Regions from separate parts of the Mus musculus genome. Here all the other regions are linked to region 3. The links are chromatin contacts, called in public HiChIP or PLAC-seq and promoter capture Hi-C maps. All regions are on one chromosome and are shown on one strand. The core of a region is the stretch at or near the end of the contact, and the rest is flanking DNA. Distances in the headings are between cores, read along the strand shown.

The links. Promoter capture Hi-C pulls out the DNA fragments that hold promoters and counts their contacts. HiChIP or PLAC-seq counts read pairs in DNA pulled down with a chosen protein or histone mark.
Region 1: a contact with region 3 is called in a FOXA1 HiChIP or PLAC-seq map of pancreatic cancer cells. The contact joins the promoter of Gprc5c here to the promoter of Cpsf4l in region 3. A contact is called at or near these places in 1 of 39 promoter capture datasets (liver) and 1 of 115 datasets of contacts at active chromatin or transcription factors (pancreatic cancer cells).
Region 2: a promoter capture Hi-C map of hippocampal neurons shows a contact between it and region 3, with 5 times the contacts expected there. The contact joins the promoter of Kif19a here to the promoter of Cpsf4l in region 3.

Annotation. Positions count from the first base shown.
Region 1 is chr11:114,849,304-114,853,628 of GRCm38.p6, forward strand. Gprc5c (G protein-coupled receptor, family C, group 5, member C) reads left to right here and starts at 2,229. Exons shown (of 5, transcript NM_001110337.1): 1 at 2,229-2,583.
Region 2 is chr11:114,762,542-114,766,753 of GRCm38.p6, forward strand. Kif19a (kinesin family member 19A) reads left to right here and starts at 2,848. Exons shown (of 20, transcript NM_001102615.1): 1 at 2,848-3,011. The coding sequence starts at 2,973.
Region 3 is chr11:113,708,201-113,712,370 of GRCm38.p6, forward strand. It overlaps Cpsf4l (cleavage and polyadenylation specific factor 4-like), which reads right to left and starts at 1,326. Exons shown (of 8, transcript NM_026682.2): 1 at 1,187-1,326; 2 at 604-654. The coding sequence starts at 1,289.

The DNA.
Region 1 (4,325 bases), core at 979-3,478, 1.1 Mb after region 3:
GTCACACAGCTAGTGGGTGGCACTTCTAAGACTCCAGGAACGAGGGCTCTGGCAGCTCAAAGATGGGCCAAGTGAGCAAAGATGGTGTCAGCCTGCCTTTCAGCGGGAACTCAAGTATACAGAGCAGCTAGAGCAATGTTGGGTTCAATCAGGGTGAGAGGCACTAGGGATCATAGATGTTCCTGTGGCTGGAGTCAGAGAAGGTCCATAGAACGTTCCTCTGTTGGTCCCCAACTCTTTCTCCAAAGACCTAAGCAGAGCAGAGCAGGGATCTGGGAGAAGCAGAGGTGGGAGCCATCTGCCCCAGGGACTTGCTTTGTCCTTTGAAGGCAGATTTTGTTACAAGAAGGGGGCCTTAGAGAACAGGGAAGAGCTAAGAGTTCTCAGATACTGGCCTCCTTTCTAAGACCAGCTGCCTCACAAGGCTAGCTGAGGGCAGGGCTCAGCCCCAGTGGGACAGTCCCTTTTAAGTGACTCTCAGTGTGTGACCAGGCCGGATAGATAACCCTGCCCGGTGGGAAGCAGGGGCTAAGAGTGTGGTTTTGTTTGGAGACAGAATCTTATGTAGTCCAGCCTGCCTCTTCTCCCCAAGGGCTAGAGCTACAGGTGTGAGCCAAGCAGGGCAAACCAGTCATATAGTTTTGGAGACTGTAGGGAAAAGAGAAGACAGAAAATTGAGATCCTTTGCAGGGTCTTGACACTCACCCCCCCAGCCCCCCCCCCCCCCAAGCTGGCTTTTCACAGATGCCAAAAAGCCCTCAGCAGAGTTAGGCATTGGTCACCTAGTTAATGAAAACCAGGCAGAGGCCAGGGAGACTTTCACCGTTCACTTAGGTCTAACCAGTCTGTTTGCCTTTCTAGCTAGCGTGGGCACTAACTGCCTGCTCCATTCAAGCCTTGACACCTGAGCCTTAGATCTCTAACCTTGGGTTGGGAGGTGGATTTAGGAATGGGAGCGGGTACCCCCACAGCAGCCACCCACTGAAATAGTTCGAGCTTTGCCACATTCCCCAGACCTGACAGAAACTACAGGGCACAGGAAAGGATTCAGGGTTCTAGAAAGTCTGGGCCCCACAGGCTTCTCCCCCCCACACCCCCCTTAAATAAACATTCCTCCTAGAGTCAGAAAAGAACAGAGCGGTGAGGAGGAACCGGCCGAAGGTTTTATCGCTCCGGCAACTCCGGGTGATTCATTGAGTTTAGACTCCAGGTTGTCATAGATGGAGGTACTCAAACACACAGCCAGTCGGGGAGGTACGGGTCACTAGCTCCCTGACCTCCTCCACCTGGCTATCCCCTCGCCTGTGACCAGCTGCCTCCCCCCTCCCGCCCCCCCGCCCCCCCCCCCTCCTCGCGGGAGCCCAGGATTGAGCAAACACGCCCTGCAGCCTGCCCAGCCACCGGCTGGCTCCGACCGCGCTCCTGGCGATCCCCCAGGCAACTCGGCGTCGCGAGAACCCGCACCCTGAGACCCGACTCCCTGCCCTCCCCCAGAGTCCCCAAGGCCCCTGTCAGGCCCAACAACCTCTCCCTTGCTCTTGCGACTTGTCCCCTACGGGGATACAGCGCAATGCAACCAGACCCACTCAGTGCTCCAAAGACAGCACAACTCACTCCCGCGGGATCCCAGGTCCCCAGAGAAAGTGGCCGGAAAGAAAAAAATCTCTTGTTTACTGGGCCAGATAGGCCTCAGCTGGGATTCGCTTCCCTATTTCTGCGGTTTCTTTTCAGCAGATTCCCGGGGCTGGAGGAGAAAGGGTGGATCCGCCCGGGCAGGGAGTGGGGGTGTGGTTCAGGGGAATCTGAATTCGTGGAAAGGTCTTCAGACTTCGGGAGAGGCTGGACTTAGAGTCAGCAACAACGTGGCCAGGAGCGCACAGACCACAGGGATCCTGTTAAACACTACCTCGGGAACAAAACTGAGAGGCTAATTAGGACAGGTCACCACAGGGAACCGGGACGCGGGGAGGGGAGCCCGCGTTGTAAGAAACTCGGGCGTGGGGTAGTCAGGCCGACAAAGACTCCGGCCAACAGCCCGCAGGGGTTCTGGACTCAGTCCACAGATTTAGGGACGTGCGCCGTGACATTCCCTCGTGATCTTGGAGACTGGGCTCTTCGGGAAGGATCACGCACGAAAGAGGAGGACGCTCCGTGTGCGCTGTGTCCACGTGTGCAAGCTCGCTAGGGGAGGGGGCGCGGAGCCGTGACAAAGACGGACTTTGTGTCCTAGTGTGTTCCTCGCTCCAGCCCGGAGCAGCGAACTGTGCCAGGCATGTGTCTCATGGGAAAGCCAGGACGAAAGTGACAAAGGTTGGGTGTCTGTCACGGGTAGACGCGCCAAGGTGGCCACCGTGAGTCTGTGGGTGCGTGCGATCGCTGGGAGATGCAGCCTAGGGGTGTACTGAGCTGCACCCCGAACCTCTTTCGGGAGAGAAAGGCGAATCCAGAAAGTGAGTACGCGCAAGTGCGCGCGCGCCCGCGTGCGGGGGCGTGGCAGTAAACAGCAACAACCCACTAGTCAGTTTGGCCAGAAACTCCGATCGCCTTTCCCAACCCGAAAGTGCGCGTCGGCCGAGCCTGGAGGTGAGTCGGAGGGGGCAGGGCCGGGCGCGCTTTGTTACTGGGGATTAGGATTGCTCGTACCTGGAGCGCTGCTGGCCCCGGAGGAGCGCCGGGAATGGAGGTGATGTCACGGTGATGCAGCCCGGCCCACCCTGGCCGAGAGAGGGGAGCACTGTGCCTGGGGAGGCGGGCGGGAGAGCGAGCCACTGAGCGCGCTTAGCTCAGTGCTCAGTCGGGGGTCCCTGGGAGGCAGGCCCCCGCACCTTTGCTCAGGCCTGGTCACCCCCCGCCTGAACGGGCTCTGGCCCCGCGCCCTGCTTTGAGTCCCTCCTACGCCCGCCGGCGCCCTGCCTGGGGCCGAAGTTGGCTCTGAGCGCGGCGCCGGAGCGGGCTGGCTGCGCGTCCCAGGTAAGGGCTGCTGCCTCGGCGCTCCGCCCTAGCCATCGGCCCGCAGGAAGGGCTGGGTCCAGCTGGCTGGGAAAGGGAGAGGGCCGAGGCCCCCGGTGAAAACCCAAGGGGTGGGTGACGATGCACCCACTCTACAAGTTCGCAGAAAGTTTCCAAACCCGAGCCAGCTGGGGATTTAATGGCTCGGGGAAGCCAGGTTCTGCGGCCGGGGGTGTTCCGCAAGGGATCTTAGTGTCGGAGAGCTGTTCCTCTATCCACTCTCGTAGTGGGAGGCTACGGTCGACTGTGACTGTAGGTTGGCTTCCTTTCCTTATTTCGCGGCAGTGCGTGGGGAGGGCAGGTTTCTGTGACCAGAGGGATTAGGGACAGAGAGCCTGGTCCTTTGCTCTTTCGGTTCGAACTTTCAGGGGCGTAGAGTGTTGACACAGTCCAGTTGGAATAGGGAGGTGAAGGCTCAGGATCTCTCCGCGGGAAGTTTGGAATTTCAGAGGCCTACGGCGCTTCTCCGTGTAGAGGCCTATGTTCTGGGTCCCACCCCTTATTCACCCCTGGTTTTTCCAGAGCGCTTTCCGTTTCTACTTCGCGCCCACACGTTTGCACTTACAAAGTTCTAAATCATTCCTTAAGATTTCACGATCTTGATTCTGAAGTACAGACACGAGAATATATAGAAGCGTGGCTTTGTGCTCCTGGAGAACCCCATCCCCCCAACAAGGTCTGTTCTGTGGCTGGGAGGGAGTGCTGCTGGCGATGGGGGTGGGGCACATTCCAAGCGGAGAGCAGACCCTTGATTGCTTAGAAGATCTAAGACTCGGCGTGCTGGGGTATTTTGGTCCAGTGAAAGGGAGGACAGTAAACGGGCTGTGGGTCCTCCCGTGCCTTAGCATCTCTCCAGGTCCGTTCTTACCGGGTTCGTAGACCAGCCTACTGCTTAGAGGGCCAGAGGGCTGAGACAATAGGACTGACTTGTCCAGAAAGGAGGAAGTGGTGGATAAGAGGATGGGGGAAGGCTGGACAAGTGTCCACCCAGCTTTCCAGGTCAGCTGCTGAGGGGACGCAGCCAGGGAGGAAGAAGGATGCTCTGTGGTGCCCCTGGCTGAACCGTCCCTACATCCAATGGGGCCCTAGGTGGCCATGGTCTTTGGTTTGAGTCAAACTCTGTAGCCTTGATCCTACTAGATAGCCTTCTTTCCCTTGGTGATGTGGTGAGTGTGTGTGTGTGTGTGTGTGTGTGTGTGTGTGTGTGTGTGTTGGATGCTGATTGGAGATGGAGAGATGAAGGGGTTGTTCTTCTTTCAGAAAGGTAGGAAGGGGAAGGTCTACTTTGCCTAACCTGCAACTGCTTAAAACCGGCC
Region 2 (4,212 bases), core at 1,598-4,097, 1.1 Mb after region 3:
GTCCTGAGTTCAAATCCCAGCAACCACATGGTGACTCAAACATCCATAATGATATCTGACGCCCTCTTCTGGTGTGTCTGAAGTCAACTACAGGGTACTTATGGACTGGAGTGAACAGAGGTCCTAAAAATTCAGTTCTCAACAACCACACGAAGGCTCACAACCATCTGTACAGTATAGTGTACTCACATACATAAAATAAATAGGGAGCTGGAGAGATGGCTCAGTGGTTAAGAGCACCGACTGCTTTTCCGAAGGTCCTGAGTTCAAATCTCACAACCACATGGTGGCTCACAACCATCTGCAACAAGATCTGACTCCCTCTTCTGGAGTGTCTAAAGATAGCTACAGTGTACTTACATAGAATAAATAAATCTTTAAAAAGTAAAGTAAAATAAAATAAATAAATCTTTAAAACTACAACAACAAAATAAAAAAAATAACAAAAGAAGAAGAAAAGAGAAAAAAAGAGAACTAGCCAAAGCCCAAACCAATTGACCAGGGACATGGCATTCTTGGTGGCACACACTTTTAATCCCAGCACTTGGGAGGCAGAGGCAGGCAGATTTCTCAGTTCGAGGCCAGCCTGGTCTACAGAGTGAGTTCCAGGACAGCCAGGGCTATACAGAAAAACCCTGTCTCAAAAAACCAAACCAAAAAAAAAAAAAAAAAGTAAATTCAAGGGTCTAAAATGCCACCAGAGTGGAAAGTACTGGCATATATTTATAATTATATCAGTTGGGGAGTTGAGACAGGAAGGCTGTGAGTTTGAGGCTAGCCTGGGTTAACAGTCTCAATCCCCATCTCAAAATAAAATAAAAAGGCAGAAAACCCTCTGGGCTCATGGCCCCATTCTCTTTGCAGAATGACCCATTCGCAAACTGGCCAGCCTCAGAGAGTCAGGCAGTACCTGGGACCCCCTGCAGGAGACTTTGGTTTGTAGACTTGGCTTGGTTTATATATTTATCAAACCCAGGGTTGCCAGCTGCTTCCTGCCGCTGTTTATTAATAACTATGCCCAACACCCGCTCCTGGGGGAAGCCGGGGAAACCAGTCCCAAGGCACAGGCTGACATTGGGCTCTATCTCTGGGGACCTGCCAGGTGTCTGAGACAGCCTTAAGGGATGTGGGTACTTGCTTTTCCAGCGTCTTTCCTGGATTCTAACCCCATGGAGTCTCCTTCTCTGGTCTGTGCAAGAGCTCTGGGCTCTCAGCTTCAGTGGGACAGACAATGCAAAGGACAGATCACTACATTCAGGAAGAGTTCCAACACCATCCAGGTGACAGGCAGACAGGACAGGAAAACCAGGCTCTCAGTGGCTAGGCAGGTTTAAGGCAGAGCTAGGACTAGAATCCTGTTTTGCCCAGGCCTCCTGAGACGAGGAAAATTTCCACTGGGCTCCCTGAGTGTGTAATTGTTGTTACTGTTACCAAGAATGGAAATTGCAACTGTGTATCCATTGTTCCACCTGGCCACCTGGCCTCCTGTCCGGCTTTTTTACATCGCAAAGTGATCTCACCTGCGAAATTCACAATGGAGAACTGTGTAACCCACTTTTGGTTTTGTTTGTTTGTTTGTTTGTTTGTTTGTTTAATTTTCAAGAAACTCCCCCAACCCAGAAAAAACAAACAAACAAAAAAGCCAGGGGACGGTAGCACAGGCCTTTAATCCCAGCACTTGGGAGACAGAGTCAGGGGGATCTTGTGAGTTGGAAGCCAGGATGGTCTTTCAGAACAGCCAGGGCTACACAGAGAAAAAACTGTCTTAAAAAAAAATTCAAGAAACTTGTCATAAAAGAGTTATTTTTAATGATGTGTGTGTGTGTGTGTGAGAGAGAGAGAGAGAGAGAGAGAGAGAGTACCTCATGAACTGTCTCTCCAGCATTGCCGCCCCCATTCATACTTTAAAAAATTTACATTTATATATTATGCACATGTACTAGGGAGTCCATGTGGTGATCAGAGGACAACATTTGGGTGTCAGGTCTGGCCTTTTACACATGTGGGTCTCAGGAACTGAACTCAGGTAGTGAGCTTGCAAGCTCCCTGACAGGGCAAGCCATCTGGCGGACCCTCGGATTATTTTAAGTAAGCTTATGATTTTGTGTCGAGCCACATCCATAGCTAACCTAGGCCAAATGCAACCTGAGGGGACAGGTGGACTCTCCTGGGTGGTGCTACTCTGGCAGGCAGGCCAAATCCATTCATTCTGACTTCAGGCTTGGTTTGCTAGTGTGTCTATACACTTTACTTAGCCAGGTGCCAAAAGGGTGCAGGCCAGCTTTTCACCCACCTTCTCACTCCCTCATCCTCTCTTCCTCTGGACAATGGGTGCAGCTACCCACACCCTAGGCACTGGCCTCCACCGCTGCGAAGCCAGCATTACTCCTGGAAACTTGAGGCTGCTAGGCGCGCCCTGGAGACGCCCAGTAACAGTCAAGCGAGCAGCAGAAGATCGTAGCCACAGGCAAGGTTGCTTCTGCCCAGCTAGTCGCGTGCCAGGCCGGTGTCGGGAGCGCAGAAGACACAGCCAGGAGCCTCGAGCCTGGGCACGGGTGTGTGCGGAGGGGCCACCAAACGGACGCCGCTAGGCCGGGAGGAGGTCGAGACGCTCAGACCGGTGACCACTCGTACTGACAGAAAACCTCGGGACAAGCAGCAATAGCTGCAACAGAAGCGCAAGGGGGCCGGGGGTGTCCTGCGTGGAGGCGTCCTGCTCACCAAAGTTCAGGGGGCAGAGCGCAGAAGGCGGAGCGAGCATAGGGGGCGGGGCAGCACAGGGGGCGGGGCGGAGCCGGCCAGGCCCTCCTGGCCCCGCCTCCTGGTCAGCGCTCGGGCGGCAGGCGCGTTGTTGGTTTCGGGTTGTCAGGCAGCAGCGGAGGCGGAAGAGCGATCCGAGGAGGTGACCATAGTGGAGGTGCGTCTCAGCCATGCCAGCTGTCGCGGCCTGAGGCTCTTTACCTACCGCAATCATGAAGGACAGCGGTGACTCAAAGGACCAGCAACTCATGGTGAGACCCCTTATCAAGCTCCTGCTTGGTTCCCCTCCACCAAACCTGAGACTTGACAGCCTCAAACATAGTGACCACTGAGAGCAAGAGATGGGAGTCTGGGACTGTGCAGAACAACTACCCAAGTTCTCAGTGGCCAGAAGGGATGGTGGCACTTCCTGGGGTTAGGAAGTTAGCACCCCACTTCCCCTGCCCAAGTTCAGCCTTCTTTGGGCCAAGACTCAGAGGTCAAGACCCAAGAGAGGTCTCAACTATTGCCTGAGAAGGAAGCTGGGATTCTCTAGCGAATCAGAGGGCTTAAACCCAGCCAGGTCTTGCTTTAAAGGAAGATGGAGCCACAGATAGAAAGACAAAAGCCCCCGAAATAGGGGGAGCCAGCACCAAGTCTGAGGAGCAGTTAGTTATGGGCTGTGCCTCAGGCTCTGTCCAAATCAGGACTCCAGATACTTCAGAGAAATGCTAGAAGCCACCTGGATAGTCCCAGGGTCTACTGGCCTGGGAAGAATAGCCACATGGGAAGGAGTAAGGGTAGGTAGAGACCAAAGAGAGATTCTTGACTATCCGTGGTGGAAGCTGGAGCCACAAAGAGAAGCCTTGGTGCTACTCAGGTTGTAGGATAGGTGGAGATCTCTCCTCTCTCTTTCACAGCCTTCTTCCCAGTCCCTAGCCTTAACCTATGATCTGTGGAAATGGTCCTTCTGCCCCAGCAGGCAGAGCATCACTACCGAAATGCCCGAGAACCTGTTTCTGCACAGGGAAGCTTGGATTCAGCCCTAGGAGCCAGTTCCAGACTCGGTGGCACCCTCTCTGACAGTGAGAATGGCCTCTTTGAAAGAGTTTGCTCCAAGAATATTCATTGTCATTAGGGCAGGGACAAAGACCCTCCTTTCACCAAGGAGGCGTATCCAGGGAGGAGGCTGATAAAGGCAATAGGACAGTCTGTGTGGATGAAAGGAACTGAGGGTCCTTGAGGTCCACTCAGTATCCAGGCACCTCCTTTTGCTCAGCAGAAGAAATTCTCCCCAATCCCTGACTCTGGTTTTATTTTGGAGGGAGACATATCTATCTCTAAGTGGCCAGGAAATAGAGAACAGAGAAGCCCTTGGTAACACTTCCTGGGAGTGTTAGGATGCAGCCACAAGTTGCTGGAAGGACAAAGGGGAAGATTCTCATCCTATCCTCATTTCTACACCATTCTGTC
Region 3 (4,170 bases), core at 76-2,575:
TTCCCGGGGCCTGGATGGCCAGTGAGCTCCTCTTCTTCTCATGCAATCATCCCGAAAGGGCTCCAGGTCCTCTCTGCCCCACCCCCAGCCTCCTGACTTATAGGAACCGAATATTAAGGCTCTCCACGGCAGGCCCCTTAAGACTCTCTTCACCTGAGTCCATAGCCGGGCTTCAGGGTGAATTAGAAACACTACTGTTAGGGGTTAGGTATGTAGACCACTGTATGTTGCTATTGGAGGAACCTCAAAGTGACCTCCAATCCAGAAAAGAAGACCAGTAGCCAGGGTGGGGTTCAAATCAGAGACTTCTGTCATAAACTAGCTAAGGTATGTCGTCGCACAGGTGAGCAGCCTTGAGCAGATAATAATATGACCGTAGTTAGGAATTGAGAGTGTGAGCCTTGTGTGGTGACCCTCAGCATAATAAAACACAACTTCTGTGGTACCAACTACACATGGCTGGCTACCTTCTTGCTCATGACAGAGGCTGGATCCTATCTAGTCCAGGAGCCAAGCTCACACTACGTCCTAGTCCCCAGCTGAACCCAGCATGGTCCCCACAGCCGTTCCTGTCCCGGCCCAGCCCAGGCCTGACTCACTCACCTTTCACACAGAGCCCTTTAGCGAAGAAGTTGCACACAGCTGAACTGGACTCTGGAGGAGAAAGAAACCGGAGGAGAAGGTGGCGTTCCCAGAGCTGGAGCCTTGCGGCAAGTCCCACCTAAGCCTCCGGGCTTGGAGCTGCGTGGGCCCCGACTACTCTCTCTGGCTGGGCTTTGGAGTTTTGTTGTTTACCTGTTCCTTTGCCCGTCTGTTTATGCAACTGTCTCGCCCTGTAGTTCAGGTTGGACAGAACCGCCACAATCCTCCCGCCTGCCTCTCAGCCCCTTGGCGGCCCCAGTCCACCATCAAAACCAGTTCTCATTTGTCTCCGTCTGTGGAGGCTGAGTCAACGGGGTACCCTCTTCCGAAACCCTTCCCCCACCGCCCAGAACCAGTCTCTAAATTCCACTTAAACTCAGCCCACCTCTGAGGCAGGAGGTGGAAGGTTTCGGGGGCACCCAGGGAGCTCTGGCAGCTCGGAAGTCTGCCTTTCTATCCCGGGCAGTGAATACCCAGAAGCTGTGTGGGAGAGACGCACAGCACCTCCAGGACCTGAGCAGGGGACACAGGCATCGCCACTCACTGTCCATGCCCTGGAAAGGCAGTAGCCCAGTGCCCTTCTGCGATTCCACATCCAGCTCAAAGGCGAACGTGAACCCTTGCAGCCCGGCAATGACCTCCTCCATCTTCCGTCTCCCGCCGGAAAAGCAGAAAGAGCCAAGATGCCAGAACCCCCGCAGGTGGCTCCTATATAGCCCATCCGCACCTAATCCTAATTAACGGGGCCAGGCCCTATCTGATGCTGGCCCCTCTTTCTCACCCTCTCAGGTCACCTCTTCCTTCAAGGGGCCAGGTGACTGCACGTGACTTTCTGGCTGAGTGTACCCCCAGAGGCTCCTCGGCTGCCTCAGCCCTCCCACCCACCCATGCAGGTGCAGGCCTTCCAGGGCCCCACACCCCCACACTGTTCACACAACCCCCATCCTCAGCTGGGGAAGGGATTGGCAAAGACTCACACCTGCTTATCTCTGCCGATCACAGAACAGAGCCGTTGCCAAACCAGTGTCCCATTGTATGTGTGGGGATATAACTACCCATTGATGCGAACCTACTGCATACAGCGATGCCCAGGTGTTGGGTGGAGTGGGATGGGGGTAGTCAGAGGGTGTGTGGGACAGAGGAAAGGTTCCTCCACTAGGTCCCAGCCACTCTCCCTCCCACCAGGCCCTCTGAGCCTCTTTTCTAGACGGAATGACAAACCCCAAGCGTGCTCTTCCTGGAAGGGGGGTGGGGGGGGACAAAAGGAATGCAGGCCAGAAGCATCGGAAACAGTTCCATGAAGGGCCCTTTGTTTACCCCGCAGGCAATCACAATGGTAAGCTCCGAAGGAGGTGGAACCGACCCAAGGCTGGGGGTGACCTCCCAGCGAGGAATCCACTGGGCCACCCCAGAGCCTCCCTTACCCGGAGAAAATGCTTTGTAAATGAAATATCCATGCAAATGTTGTTTTATTATTATTAGGCCAACCCTGCCCTGAAGGGCTGAGGACCTCAGAATCGGCTTTCTTAGGAGCATTTTTAAAGCTCTAATTAAACCAGGCTATTTCCTTCCCCCTCCTGGGTCCTGAAGTGGCCTGGCCTCTCCAGGAGCCACTGTTACCAGGACATGTGGGCTTTTTAGGCCCTAGGAACTAGAACTAGAGACATCTCCTCCCCGGGACCCAGCGGGGAGAGGTAAGCTTGGCGCTGCAGGCCTGTGGCTGAGCCGACAGGATCCAGCCTGCCAGCTTTGTTTCCTGCGGCTGTTATGCCTAGATCTGTTGTTCTTTTGAACTCCAGATCTGAAAAGACAGCAGCTGGAGAGATAGATCCGCGCTGGGAATGGCCTTGGAGCTGGGTGGGGCTGGAGTAAGAGTAGCCTGGGATCACCCTGTACCCGGGACTGTAGGCAGAATGGCTGTCTAGGGCTGGAGATCAAGGGTCCCTGGGGAAGAGGCTCTTGCATCTCTTGACCCTATCCTTAGGTATTGATTAGGTCCTTGGTCTGTCACCTTGGGATTATTTGAGAGTCCCATGGGTCTGCTAGAGAAGGCAGAGGGGGCAACCAAGGTGCGGAAAGCTCAAGGGCACACTGCAGAGCCACGTCCTGGAGGTCACTGCCATGGGTGGGGGCTTGGGGGGCTGGAGGGACACTCAGGCTATGGGGCAGAAACAACACTGGACAGAATACGGGTTGGATGGAGGGATGAGGGCAAGGAAAGGTGGCAGAGAGTATGTTAGGAGAAAAATCTGGTGATGATGGGGGGGGGGGGGGCTTTGTCCAGAAGAGGGGCCTGACCAAGACTCAAGCAAAAACAAGCATTCAGAGAAGAAAGGGTGCAGTGGGCAGTAGGCTGGGAGGTGGAGGAGGGGAGGAGTCCTAGGCCACTTCAGAGGTTTGGATTGTTTTGTTTTGTTGTTTTGTTTTTGAGACAAGGCCTTTCTCTACTTAGCCCTGACCAACCCCAACTCACTAGGTAAATTGGCCTGTCTCCGCTGGGCTAAAAGGCATGAGCTGGGCTGGAGAGATGACTCAAGAGGTTAAGAGCACTGGCTGCTCTTCCAAGAGGTCCTGAGTTCAATTCCCAGCAACCACATGGTGGCTCACAACCATCTGCAGTGGGGTCTGATGCCCTCTTCTGGTGTGTCTGAAGAAAGAAATGGAGTACTCAAATACATAAAATGAATAAATAAATCATTACCCCCCCCCAAAAAAAGTATGAGCTACCAGGCCTGGTGTGTGTGTGTGTGTGTGTGTGTGTGTGTGTGTGTGTAAGGGGTGTGTGCTAATCATAAGGGTGATCACCCTGCAAGTCTTCCCTGGAGGATGGGCTGAGAGGAGGCAATGGATATGATATGCAAATAGTAGTCAGACTGTGATGGCTCACACCTTAATCCCAGCACTCATTTGGGAGACAGAGGCAGGTGGATCTCTGAGTTTGTTCGAGGCCAGCCTGGTCTACAGCAGAGCAAGTTCCAGAACAGCCAGAGCTAAACGGAGGAACCCTAAAACCAGTCAGAGCCCTGGGGACGTGGTCTGAGGTCCTTTCAGAAACAACCCTGGTACAGAACAGCTCGCGCTCCCGCCCCTTGGCTCCTCGTGGTTAGTGTGGCATATGAAAGCTAAACTGCCCCCTACTCAGTCCAGTGCCCTTACGGTGGGTTTGGCCTTATTTGGAATTAAAGACTTTCCAGATGTCAGTAAGTCAGGAGTTCCAAGATATGATCGCCCTGGAATTAGGACCATTAGTGGATGTCCTTGTGAGTGGAGAAGAGGACCCAGGCATGGTGGTACACACCTGGGTTGAGAGCATCCTGGCTGCAAGAAAGTCCGTCTTAAAATGCAAAAGGTGGAAAGAGATTCGAGACACAGAGATCCTGTAGAGAAGGCCACTGGAAGCCAAGAGGTAGAGAGAGGGTGGAGCCATCCAGCTAACTGCAGCAAGAAGACCTGACATCTTTGGCCTTAAGAACTTTAGAAATTAGGGAGCTGAGGCAGGAGGATTGCCATGATTGTGTGGCTAATCAA